Linked DNA regions of Mus musculus: region 2 is linked to region 1. A link is a contact called in public promoter capture Hi-C data. All regions are on one chromosome and are shown on one strand. The core of a region is the stretch at or near the end of the contact, and the rest is flanking DNA. Distances in the headings are between cores, read along the strand shown. Region 1 holds the start of Asf1b (anti-silencing function 1B histone chaperone). Region 2 holds the start of Tnpo2 (transportin 2 (importin 3, karyopherin beta 2b)).

Region 1 (6,669 bases), core at 3,842-6,341:
CTGAATTTCACTTTTTTTAAAGACAGGATCCCACTGTATAAATAGGCTGACCTTGAACTCACAAAGATCCTCTTGCCTCTCCCTCTCAACCACTGTGATTAAAAGTGCTCACAATTTTTGGTTTTTTAATATATGTATGATGTGTTTACATCCATGTAAATATGGGTATGCCTAAGCCATAAAGTGTATGGAGATAAGAGGACAACCCTAAGTACAAACATTGTCAACAAATACAGAGAGCTTTTGAAGATTCTCTTTCTCTATTAACACTTATCCACTGGGCAGTGGTGGCACACACCTTTAATCCCAGCACTTGGGAGGCAGAGGCAGAGGCAGGCAGATTTCTGAGTCCAGCCTGGTTTACAGAGTGAGCTCCAAGACAGCCAGAGCTATATAAAGAAACCCTGTCACGAAAAACAAACAAACAAAAAAAACCCTTATCCACCAAGTTATCGCTGTAGCTTAATTCTGTTTTGTTTTGATGCTCTAAATTGACATTGACCCCTATTAGGATATATCTTTTACAATTTGGGAAAATAAAACCAAAGCTGAAAAATATTACTAAAGACATGTAAAATTTTTTGTAGTTTACCTGAGCTTGTTTTAGACAGCACTGGGACAGAATCCAGAACTTGACACATGCTAAACAAGTGCTTAATTAATGATCTACACCTCAGCCCATTCCTTTCTTTTTCCCCTCCTTTATTTCTTGAAGCAGGTCTGTGTAGCCTTAGCAATCCACCTGCCTCTGCTTCCTGAGTGCTGGGATTAAAGGTGTGTACCATCATGCTCTGGACTTCTTTGCTTGCTTTCTTTTTCCATTGTTGCTTTTTTTTTTCTTTCTTTCTTTTCTGAGACAGTGTCAGGTAGCCCGGGTTGACTTGGAACTTGCTATGAAGCTAAGCTTGATTTTGACCTTCCAGTCCTCCTGTCATCATTCTCCCCAAGCCCTGAGTGCTGGGGTCACAGGTATGTGCCATACTTCCTGCTCTTTGAGACGAGGCTTCCCTATGTATCTGCTTGCACGACAGGAGTGTAGCTGGGCACTGTTTTTTTTTTTTTTTTAAACTTCTGTGCATTATTGCCTGGTCTTTTGTTCATCATACAGATCAACCAACACTGGTACACAACATCTGGCTTCTTTAACTTCTTCAACTAGTACTGAAATTCTCCACTGAAGAGGAGGGGAGCTGGGCCAAATCCACTAAATGTAGACCCGTACCTTGGAACTGTCTATTTCTACATGTTGAAGAGAGGTGACCACAGGGCTTCAGAGCTTTTCAGAAAACTGGGTCAGATGACCATGGCTGAGGAGGTTTCTCAGGGTTTCAGGAGATAGTGCCAAAATGCAAGGAAACAACTTCTCTACGATTCATGGAAAGGAAGTCAGGAAGATGAAGGCCATCTTTCAGGCCCATCAGAATGTAAGGAATAAAACCAACCATCATAACTTAGAGGAAAAACACCCTCTTCTATCTTTTCAAAGGGTCCTGATGTGACAAGAAATTCTACGGTCATTCTTAATATGGTCTCCTAAAATAGCCTGTTGAGCTGATGATACAGCTCAATGGCAGGACAACTGTTTAGCATGTGTGTAGTTCTGATTTCTAACACAGAAATAAAAGACACCACCACACATAGGACTCCTACCACCCCCACAAAAAATAAAGAGGTTAAAATTAAATAAAACTTGCAAGTAGGGTCTGGGGAGATGGCTCAGCATTTTTTTTTTTTTTTTTTTTTTTTTGGTTTTTCCAGACAGGGTTTCTCTGTGTAGCCCCAGATGTCCTGGAACTCACTCTGTAGACCAGGCTGTCCTCGAACTCAGAAATCTGCCTGCCTCTGCCTCCCGAGTGCTGGGATTAAAGGTGTGCGCCACAATGCCTGGCGCATTTCAGAACACTTGCAGAGGACCCAGGTTTGATCCAGAGCACCCACACAGTGGCTCACAACTGTCTCTAATTCCAGTTCAGGTAATCTGACGTCTTCTGGCTTCAGAAAAGGAATCTGGCTAGATGTCTCAGCAGATAAGTGTTTTAAGAACCTGAATTCAGGGGCTGGTGAGATGGGTCAGTGGGTAAGAGCACCCGACTGCTCTTCCGAAGGTCCGGAGTTCAAATCCCAGCAACCACATGGTGGCTCACAACCACCTGTAACAAGATCTGACACCCTCTTCTGGAGTGTCTGAAGACAGCTACAATGTACTTACATATAATAAATAAATAAACCTTTAAAAAAAAAAAAAAAAAAAAAAAAAAAAAAAGAACCTGAATTCAGGGTACTGGAGAGATAGTTCAAGGCTAGAATCCAGTATTGACCTTTAAGATCCAGGTTTGACTCCCAACACCCATGTCGGGAATCTCAAATCAGCTATAGAGGATCAGTTGTCTCTGCCTTCCAGGGGCTCCCATGCATATGCCACCGCCAACATAGACACAAAAATAAAAAAGAAAGGAATGAGGTCACATGTGGAGGTGTACACTTTGAATCCCAGCACTGGGGAGGCAGAGACAAGCAGATCTTTGACTTCAAGGCCCTCCTAGTCTACAGAGTAAGTTCTAGATCAGCCAGAACTATATAGTGAGACCCTGTTTCAAAGAACAAAAAGAAAAGGAAAGAAAACCCCATTACTGAAGAGAATAAGATGGTGGATCCCTGGCTTACTAGACAGCCAGACTACCAGTATTGTAGCTCCAGGCTTTACAGAGACACTGTCTTTTAAGTAGGACAAGGCTAGAGAGACAGCCCATGGTTAAGAGCATTGGCTGCTCTTCTAGAGGCCAGGTAAGATTCCTAACACCTCCATGGAGACTCACAAGCCTGTAACTCAAGTTCTAGAATACCCAACTCCTTCTGAACTATGTGGCTATCAGGCACTCAAGTGGTGGCATAAATACATGTAGACAAAACATACACACAAAAAATAAAATAAAATAAAAATAAAAAGGTGGCCAGGCAGTGGTGGCGCACACCTTTAATCCCAGCACTTGGGAGGCAGAGACAGGCGGATTTCTGAGTTCGAGGCCAGCCTGGTCTACAAAGTGAGTCCCAGGACAGCCAAGACTATACAGAGAAACCCTGTCTGGAAAAAACAAAAAACAAAAAACAAAACAAAACAAAACAAAAAAAGGTGGACAGCAATTGAGAAAGACCACTTGCAGTTTCTCTGGCCCACACCCACAAATTAAACTAAAAAAAAAAATAAATAAATAAAAACAATCTGGACTCAGAACTCAGAGACAAACTTCAATGATAATGCTTCTACTACTATCTGGCTGACTTGGAAAAATCACCCTGCTCCTATTAAAACATGACCAACAGGCTGACTCTAGCCTCGCTGTTCTGGTTCTATAAATAAGGAATAAAAGTAATACTAGGCAATGACCATGCAACCATTTTTAAATGCAAGGAGCACAAACAGACTGATTGAAACCTGATCTCTCAGCATCTGGGAACTGTGAATCCCTTAATCTATCAGCTCCTTATATCTCCTCTTGGCTTCCAAATAAATCGTATTCCACACTGTTACTCTACCTTTTATTTATTTATTTACACCCTGCCTTGTTCCAGTAAGGATTTAACCCAGCTTATTCTATAGTTAGTCATAAGTAGATTCATTTAAACTTAAGGGGTAAGAAACTAGGGAGAGGCTGAGCCACTGACCCACCCCAAGCACACACATAGCAGCTCCAAGTGAACAGGAGTGGCTGGCCTTAACTGAATACCACCAACAGCCACCAAGAGGCACTAGTTGCCACAGCCTAGGCTCTCAGAGCTCCACCTCCTCAGCTGCTACATCCTTTCAACACTCAGTAGAGAAATGGTCTCGTGGAGTGTTGAAAGCAGGTCCTCTGAAAACAGGACTTGCCTTTTGCTGGGGAGCTGAGAATCCAAAGTGACTTCACAGTTTACATGTTCATGGATTTATTTGAAAGTCTTTTGCTCTTTATGGCTCTTGTTCTCTCATCTGTGTGATGAGAGCCATGTCCACCTTTATGTCCCACAGATGAATTAAGTCATTCTGTGAAAGATCCACAAAAGCCCGTGGCCTCCCAGTTGATGGAAGTTGGATCCCATCCCTGTTTGGTCAGTCCACCCACTCCCCAGACAAGGTCAGCCCATCAAAAGGGATGAGGGGTTCCTTGCACTGAGTTAGCTGGCAGCTAGTAGAAATCTCAGAAACTGGAAGAGGCCTGCCTGGCTGTGGCACCCCTCACCTCAGGACATTCACCCAGACCAGGAGCTGGGGAGACCAAGTTACCTACAAAGCCTGGAGTCAGAAGCCCCCATCTCTCCTCAGAGGGAGCTCAGACATAGGATCTGGGACTAACCTAAAGGAAGAAGGCTTATAGGCAACACCATGTTGTTACGGTTGGCAAGCAGGAGTTGTGGGGGACAAATCTGGAGTTGTCTGGGGAGGGGGTTTTTGGGAGCCATGGGGTGAAGAAGGTCTTGACATGGGCGGACAGGGCAACAGAAGAGTCTGGCTGCTTTGTAGGAAAAGATACCCACAAGGAAAAGGGGGGGGGACGGGACTGGAGGTTGGGATTCCATAGGACACGTGGATGGTTTCTTAGGAGGAAGGGCATCAACGCGGGGTCTAGCCATAGGGAAAAGGCGTGGCTGCGGGTCTCCAGGGAAAGCGTACAAGGACAAGCGGTGCAAGACGAAGGGTGACGAGGCCTCCACCAGACAATGTACACTGGACAGAGCCGGCTCCACCGAGAGACCGGAGCTGGGCCATGGAGGCGTATCTAATGGGAGATCTAGTTGGCCCCGGGAGATTGGGGGTGGCGAAACCCCGAGGGCAGGAGGGTCTGGGGTCCCCGGCTCAGGCCCGGCCTCACCGTCAGACAGGGCCTCACTGCATTCGAAGCTGATCTCGAACCGGAAGGGGCTGTGGAAAGGGCTCGGGTTCTCCAGCACAGCCACATTCAGCACCGACACCTTGGCCATCACCGCGCCCGGGAGCCGCAGCTGCTGTGGAGACTTCTTCACAGTGACTTGCGACAGAGAAGAAGGGGGGGACGACAGGACGGAAACCTCCCTGCGTCTCCCAACTCTTCCCTCTGAAGCGCTCCTCCGCTCAGCGCGCTCCCTTCAAATAGCCGGCTCCGCCTTCCAGCCAATCGCCGCTAAGGACCGATGACGGCGCGAGCCATCAGCCAATCTCGAGGCGTCTTCAGGCGCGCGCCTGGACCCTCAGACCAATCAGAGAAGCTCCCTCTTCACGGGCCCCAGGAGGCGGAACGTTAATCTCTTAGCTTCGTAAAGGTCTATCGGGAACCAATCCCTGGAGTCTCCGACTGGAATAGCTCGCTCCGGGGTGGGCGGAGTTAGAGCGCGGAACTTCTCTTGTCCAATCCCAAGGGTTACCGCACCGGCATCCCCCGCCCCTCGTTCCGCTTTTCCGGTAGACGCACCTCACAGAGAGCAGCGCCACCAACGGCCGAACGGTGGCGCGCGACTCTCACTAAAACGCGCTGAGAAGACGGCACTCGCACTCGCAGTGATTGAGTATCGATCGTGGGCGTGGCCGTAAGCGGGTTTCTGAGACGTGATTGGCTATTATGGTGGGCGTGAGGAACGCCGGGCTGGAGAGCTGTGGAAATCGCACACCCTCACAGTGAAAAGCTTTAAGGAGGAGAGAGTGGCCTGGGCGGTTTAGGCGGCTGTCAGCAGGTGAGCGTTTCTGGGGACTACCCTGAGGGGTTCCTACCTTTGAAAATCATGGTCGAGGAGACTGTCGAGAAGGTTTAGATCACCCCTGAGACAAGATGGCGTAGCGATGAGAGGGGATACAGGATCGAGTCTCAGTCCGAAGGGAGTTCTGGTTCGTGGACAGACCAGGGTTTGAATCCTGCCTCTGCACTCTGTCTTTCAGCCCGGGCTCGGTGACGCACGCTTTTTATCCCAGCACACGGGAGGCAGAGGCAGGTGGACCTGTGAGTTCGAGGCCAGCCTGGTCTGCAGAGCAAGTTCTAGGACAGCCAGGGCTACACAGAGAAACCCTGATCCAAAACCAAACCAGTTAACTGCCGCTGTCTGTGAAACTTACCTTTTCTCCTTACTTTCTGGTTCTTTATACCCTGTCATAGCTTCTTACACAACCTTTACCAATCACATCTTTTAAAGGTTAAAACAAAATGGAAAGGTAGATGCGTGCCATTAATCTCAGGACTCAGAGGTAGGCAGACTTCTGTGGGCCAGCCTGATCTACACAGTGAGTTTGGGGAAGTAAGTAAATTAGTTTTCATACTTGGCCAATGCAAAAAGGCCAAGAAGCAATGAATATGATTTTTAATAGACACTTAACTAAATAGGACAAAAATAATCATTTCAAATATGACCATTCTAAAAACACCAATGAGCTATCCTGCACCTTTTTACTCATTGAGAAGTCTTTGGGATCCTGTATGTGTTTCACATTTCAAACAGGTCTGTAACCTAGCATGGGACTGTCCACTTTTATTTGAAAGAGGTATCTGACCTTTTATATTTCACAAAATTTATAGTTGAAAATGTAAGGGGCTGGTGAGATGGCTCAGCAGGTAAGAGCACCCGACTGCTCTTCTGAAGGTCCTGAGTTCAAATCCCAGCAACCACATGGTGGCTTACAACCATCTGTAACAAGATCTGACTCCCTCTTCTGGTGTGTCTGAAGACAGC
Region 2 (6,709 bases), core at 3,755-6,254, 1.1 Mb before region 1:
TCAAACTCTTAAGTGCTGAAATCACAAACATGTGCTACCACACCTAGCCTTGTATTTATTTTTAAGGCTTTCTTTCCTGTCTTTTCTTTTAAACAGTCTACAGAGAGGCCAGCAAGATGGCTTAGTGGTTAAAGGCACTTGCTCCCACCCACCATGGCCTGAGTTCCAACACTATACCCCACATAAAAGGAGAAAAACAACAACCAAGTGTCCTCTAATCTCCACACACATAGCACAAACAAATAAGTAAAAAAACAAAACCACTTTTTTAGTTGACAGATTTCAAGAAAAACAATGGCTTAAAAACTCTGGAGCTGGGAAGATGACTCAGCAGGTAAAACCACCCACCACCAAGCCTGCTGGCCCAGACTTGCTCCCCAGAACCCACATGGGCTGGATGCAGTGGTGTGCACCTATAATCCATCACGTCTACTCGGAGAAGAAAGGACAGGAAGCTACTGTGCCAATGAGCCCGGAATAACACATTGTACAGCAAAAACCTGAAACCATCTTGACAAGGTGGGAGGTAAGAACTGACTCTCCAATGTTGTCCTCTAATCTTCAGACTCAAATGTTGCTAAGAAATCACCTATTAATACTTTTAGTGTAAAGTCTTCAAGAAGAACGTCCTTAAGTAAACCTTAGCAGCACTGCTGCAATGTCCTTGGGTATCTCTTCAGCAAGGCGCCTGCCTCCATTAACTAACTCCCACTGTGTATGAATAGTTTGAGGGGCATCACTAATGACTCCGTATGGACAGTAGAAACAGGTACTCTAACTGCTGAGCATCAGGCTCGTCGTTTGAGACTCTGGACACTGTACTCAGGAGGCTGAGGCAGAAGAGTGCAAAGTTTGAGGCCAGTCTGGGCTACCTTTTCTCAAAAAGAAAAAAAAGGGGAAAAAAAAAAGACTGACCTGCACTGCCTGGCTTGTTTCCAAGCTGTTACTTGCCAGGCAAGTCCCTTTATCATCTCTGTGCCTCAGTTTCCTCTCCAGTCAGATGGCAGTAGTAAGAGTGCTATCAGAGGGTGCTGGAGCATTCAGTAAGCAATACCCTGAACACGTTGAATAGCTTCTTGGCCCAGTGCAAGCCCTTAGTGTGTCCTTGATGATGACCCCCACAGCCCCCTCACCGATGGTGGCTCTGATGAGAGAGGAGGCATCGCCAATGTTGTTGAGACACTCCTGTTTGATGAAGTCAGCCACAGGAGGCGGGAAGCTCTGGTAATGCGCCTTCACATTGTTCTTGAGGATGAGGCCACTCAGAGAGCGGGTTGGCTCATCTGTAGGAAAAGTGCTAAGGTCAGAAGACTAAGGGAGAAGCAAGATCTGTGTGGCCTGGAGGGACAGAGAACATACCTTCTGATTTGAGTCTGGTCAGGACAAAGATCAGGTAGTTGTTAAAGTCAGGAAACTGGTTGAGTTGTTTAAGTTTCTGCCAGGCTGTTAAGGAACTTGGAAAGCCAGGTATATTGGGGCATGCTTGTGATCCCAACACTGAGGGAGACTGAGGCAAGATCTTGGAACTCCAGGCCAGCATTAACCCAAGACCTTCTCTCAAAACAAAACAAGCAAAGAAACAAAGAAACAAACAAACCAAAGAACTTGAGAGGCAAGAGCCTTTCTTAGGCAATATTCTCCCAGTGCCACATTGCTCAGAATGCTAGTGACCAAATCAATTAGGCAGCCAACTCCTCAGATAATACTCATCAATTCAATTTCTAACCTCAGCACCACAGGGCCTTCTCAGGAGGATCAAGTCCACACAGGAACTAGGGCACATGTCTGAACTCCTGCATGACCCTTATATCCTTACCAGGACAGGAGAGGGCTAGGCTTCTCTTAAACTGGCAGCTGCTACTCACTTCTGATCTTGGCATTCCAGTGATGCCTGCTTTTCTCAAGCAGAATGGAAGGCTATTTGAGTGTGGTGCATGCCTAAAACCCTAGCCCCAGGGAAGCTGAGGCAGGAAGATCACTCTTAGTTTAGGGAGAACCTGGCTACATATTTAGTTCTAAACTAATCTGTTATATTAAAAGACCATGACTAAAAAAAAGAAAGAAAGAAAAAGAAAAAGAAAAGAACAAGAAAAACCAGCCAAGGGGTCTCAAGTGGTAAAATATGCATCTAGCATGTGTGAGACCAGACCACTGAGTCTCCAGTGCCATTAAGAGAAAACTAAAGCTGGGCATGGTGGCACACGCCTTTAATCCCAGCACTTGGGAGGCAGAGGCAGGAGGATTTCTGAGTTCAAGGCCAGCCTGGTCTACAAAGTGAGTTCCAGGACAGAAACCCTGTCTCAAAGAGAGAAAGAAAGAAAGAGAGAGAGAGAGAGAGAGAGAGAGAGAGAGAGAGAGAGAGAGAAAACACAAGTGAATGGCTGAGTTTCAGGAGCAGGACTTTGGGGTGCAGCTCAAGAATAAAGCAAGTGGCTAGCATGCTCTAGGCTTGTATGTTCCAGTCTCAGCCCTGCAGGAAAAGGTGATGGACTAGTCCCATTTTCAAGTGAAATTTGATACTGCTTCAAACATTCAATTTTTTTATTTGAGAAAGTTTTCATAAGACCAGGTTACTCCTAAACTCCGAGATTCACTAGCTTCTGCCTCCTGAACGCTGTGATTAAAGGTGGATGCTGTCATGACCATATATCATTTAAAATTCTGATCTTACTCTAATTTGCTTCTCTGTTGCTGTGATAAAACACTAAGGGTTTGTTTTAGCTCATCATTGGGAAGTCCCAAGGTAGGAACTCCAGGAATATAACTGAAGAAGAAACCTCTGCATAAAGCTGCTTACTGGTTCCTTCCCCGACTCACATCCACCAACCTTTCTTATACAGACCAGCATCAATTATTATCAAGAAAATTTCCCACAGCCATGCCCACAGGCCAATCTGATTGAGATAATTTTTCAACTGAAGGCCCCTCTTCATAGGTGTATCAAATTAATAACAAAACTAATCTATATCTATCTACATATATATGTATATGATATAAAGAGCTCTTAGGAAAAAAGTTTTCAACTTCAAAAACACTCATGTTGCAACTCCAACGTCCCTACCTATCTACCCTCATTCTGACAAGGCATACCACTAAAATCTGCGATGGCTGGACTTCTTAACCCTGGGTCCTTGCTGAGGCATTTTCCCTGTTTAAGCCTCCAGGTTCCCGTCTGTTAAAGGAAAGTTACCAACACTCAACAGTTACAGGATTAAGTACTCAGTGAACATCAGACATGCCCATCATTTTCTCCACTCCAGAAATGGAACCAAAGACCTAAACCTTTAATTCATGTTCTCTCTCAGCAGAAAAAGTCTGGGAATCAAGAAGTAGTCCCTCCCTCTCTGGCCTTCACGAGGTGCAGACATCGGCACTGTTCCGTGAGCCCCGGAAGGAAAGAAGGATACATCCTGCACAATGCGCTGAGTAGCTGTGTTGGGCGACTGCGAGTCTTTGAGAAGCTGCAAGACCTGCTGCAGGCCCTGCTCGTCTGGCTGCCAGTCCATGGCGCAAGGCGAACTGCAGGGGTAGGAGCCTGGATCAGCGCTGGGTCGCTGGAGTTCTGTGTGAGACCCAAGTTGAGTCCCCGAGGCAGAGGCGGCTGCATGCAGACGCAAGCGCTCTCCGCCGAGAAGCGGAGGCCTCCAATCCGCGCCTGTCCAAGTGCGGGGTCCCCGCCAGCTAAGCCATCCTCGGCCACGCAGTCGCGGGCTCGGGAGTGCGAGTGGGGGGAATATAAAAGCGGGCCATCAGGACCAGCGGCGGGGGCGCGACGGATCCACATCGAGCCTAACGAGGAACCCTCTTTCCAAAGCGATCCACGCCACCGCCGCCCCCGGTTACGGGCCTCACGGCTTCCGCCTCCCTCCAGGGCGAGGGGCCCCGCCCCAGCGGTCTTTCAGGTGAAGGCTCAGTCCACGAGGATTCCCTTCCCCAAAATCCAGCCTTCCAGCTCCACTAGATGCCAGCCGCCTCCTAGATTTCTGAGCTCCTCTAGGTCCCTAAGCGCCCAGATCTTGCTCATCCCTGCTCCCTCTTCTAAACCGGCTCTACAAGCTCAGTAGACGCCACATGGCCCCCTTTCTGACCTAGACGCGGCCCTGTGACCCTCCTTAACCAGAATACAAGCAATACCCGATAGGTTTCCAATGTCTCTTTGAATGAGAGCCAGTCAGAATCACCCAACCCACGACCAAAGCCCCCAATGCCCGCTGCCTGCCCCCAATCAGATCTGGCCAAGCTTCTCTAGCTCTTACCCTCCGCCCCAGTCAGCAGGAATTAATGCTGACGGACCTCTGGCAGCTCCCCCAATCAAATTCCCCTAAGCCCCCTCCCACCCCCTCACCCCCGATCACTTCACGTCGGAGACCCCATCCGTCCAATCCCTGCAGCTTCCCTTACAGAGTCCCGCACAAACACCCGCCCGGTGCGCTACCCTCAACGGATCCCACCACCGCCTCGCAGCCAGACTCAGCAAAGCCCTCTGGTCTCAAGTCTGACGCCCCTCCCTATTAGGACTAAACAACCTTCCCCTCTCAACTTTCAAGGCTGTCTCCCCCGAATCAGACCCAACCAAGCCCCGCCGAAACAGATCCCCACACACACCCGATCCACGCGACGTCCCCCGACGATTCCCCCAATCAGCGCCCCTCCAGCCCGACCCCAGCCGCCCCACTGGCCCGCATCTCGTGGCACCCGAACCTGCCCGGGCGCCGAGGCCCCACCCCTTGAGATCAGATCAGCTCCCCCTCCCCCGCCCGGCCCGTTCTGCCGGCCTCGAGAGCTGGCCCAACCCGGTACCCCGCCTCTCAGCCGGGCGCGACCCCGACGCCTGGGCGGCGCGCGGCGCAGGCCCAGAACCCAGGGAGGTTCGAGGCGAGCTGAAGCCAAGGGGCCCCGGCCGAGCGAGGCCCACCTACCAGGCCCCGGGAGGCAGCGGCGGCGCCTAAGTGCTGCAGCTTCTCCAGAGGCTCGCGCGGAAGGAGGGAGCCAGAGGCAGGGAATTAAAAAAAAAAAAAAAAAAAAAAAATTAAACGCGGCCGAAATGAACAATTTCGGCTTCCGTACGCCGTTCAAACTGGCCTACCAAAGCCAATCGGAGAGCGAAGCACTCACACGTGATCTGGCACAGAGTGGCCCTGGCCAAGTTGAGTCACGTGAGAGAATAAGTACCGCCTCTAGGCCTCTCTTGCCATTAGGTCCTCCCAGCGTCTCGTTTCCTTTTCCTTACTGCAGCTTTCTTCTTTCTTCTTTAACGTATATTGGTATTTTTGTCTGAACCATGTGCGCGCAGTGCCGTGGGGATCAGAAGATTGCATTGGATGCCTGTGAAGCTGGTGGTGGTGAGCCATGTGGATGCTGAAATCAAACCTGGGTCCTCTACGAGAGCCCACAGTACTCTTAACTGGCCCCAGCCCCACTGAGTTGCAGATTTTGCTGGAGCTAGAAATTTAGTAGTGCATGGGTGTTTTCGGTGTGTAATGGACCTAGGAATCCTTCAACTACAGCTAACCGTGTCCTTACTACAACTCCCTAAAATTTAAACTGTTCCGCAGTCCGGCGTGCCTCAGAACTGGATTGGGAGGGAGGGAGGGCAGGGATAGGGAATAAGGCAACAGTAGACCCCTCTGGTGCCAGGAAAGCTACATCACAAAACCCTTTGATCAAAAATAAGTTAAAATGAAGCCGGGCAGTGGCGGCGCACCCCTTTAACCCCAGCACTCCCTGATCTATGGAACTGGTTCCAGGACAGCCAAGGCTACACAGAGAAACTGGGGGAGGGGGTTAAAATGTAACTTTCTCTTTCGCTCCCCTAAACAGCACTACACCGACGTAAAGAGCAGGGCAGGCAGCTGGCGGTGCTGGATTTTACTAGAGCAACTGTCCTGTTATTGTTCAATGCTGTTTAAACACTTTTTACATGGGACTGAAAAATAACACGTGGCCATTTTTTGTTCTGTTTTTCGTGACAGGGTTTCTCTGTGTAGCTCTGGCTGTCCTGGAACTCAATCTGTAGTCCAGGCTGTCCTCGAACTGAGAATCCGCCAGCCTCTGCCTCCCAAGTGCTGGGATTCAAGGCATGCGCCACCGGATTTATGTTTGTTTTGCCTGCATTTATGTCTGCATCACGTTTCTGACGAGACAGTCAGGTGTTGAATCTCCTGGAACTAGAGCTACAAGACAGTTGTGAGCTGCCATATACGATTGCTGGCACTCAAAACCAGGGTCCTGTAGCAAAGCAACAAGTGCACTTAATCGCTGAGTCATCTTATTCAGCCCCTGGCAATAACTTCTAAAATAAAACAAGGCAGCTAAATTCGATCAGAAGACCTAATCCCTTAACCTACCTTAAAAGTGAGATGAGGATTGCCCAGAGCAATTTAGGCAAGAGCCAGGTCATGAATGCTTCTGCCGTTTGAATTCAGTAGTTTTTCCTTTTCAGCCGTACACCATTATAGAATTGGAGACCCTGGTGCTTTCTTCTACCCCCTTCCCGTCTCCATCCCCTCCTAGTCCTACCGCCGATAAGGGATTCACTCTTCAGCCGCACCTCTATCTCAGTGGATATAGCATAATTTGCTCCGTTAGAGATGATCCATCCAAATTATGCTTACCTGACCTTAAGCTTATTGAGCAATAATGATTCAAATCATAAATTATTTGAAAATGTAGCTCTAAGCACAGCTCCCCAGTTGACTGCAGGTTCGTT

The links. Promoter capture Hi-C pulls out the DNA fragments that hold promoters and counts their contacts.
Region 2: a promoter capture Hi-C map of pre-B cells shows a contact between it and region 1, with 2.3 times the contacts expected there. The contact joins the promoter of Tnpo2 here to the promoter of Asf1b in region 1. A contact is called at or near these places in 6 of 39 promoter capture datasets (the C10 cell line, cranial neural crest, frontonasal cranial neural crest and 3 more), 2 of 115 datasets of contacts at active chromatin or transcription factors (embryonic forebrain and large pre-B cells) and 1 of 9 other capture datasets (adipose tissue).

What each region holds. Positions count from the first base shown.
Region 1 is chr8:83,954,116-83,960,784 of GRCm38.p6, reverse strand. Asf1b (anti-silencing function 1B histone chaperone) reads right to left here and starts at 5,091. Exons shown (of 4, transcript NM_024184.2): 1 at 4,848-5,091. The coding sequence starts at 4,956. Gm10644 (predicted gene 10644) reads left to right here and starts at 5,452. Exons shown (of 5, transcript NR_169070.1): 1 at 5,452-5,682.
Region 2 is chr8:85,035,188-85,041,896 of GRCm38.p6, reverse strand. It overlaps Tnpo2 (transportin 2 (importin 3, karyopherin beta 2b)), which reads right to left and starts at 5,004. Exons shown (of 25, transcript NM_001364032.1): 1 at 4,920-5,004; 2 at 3,408-3,562; 3 at 1,360-1,435; 4 at 1,134-1,283. The coding sequence starts at 3,506.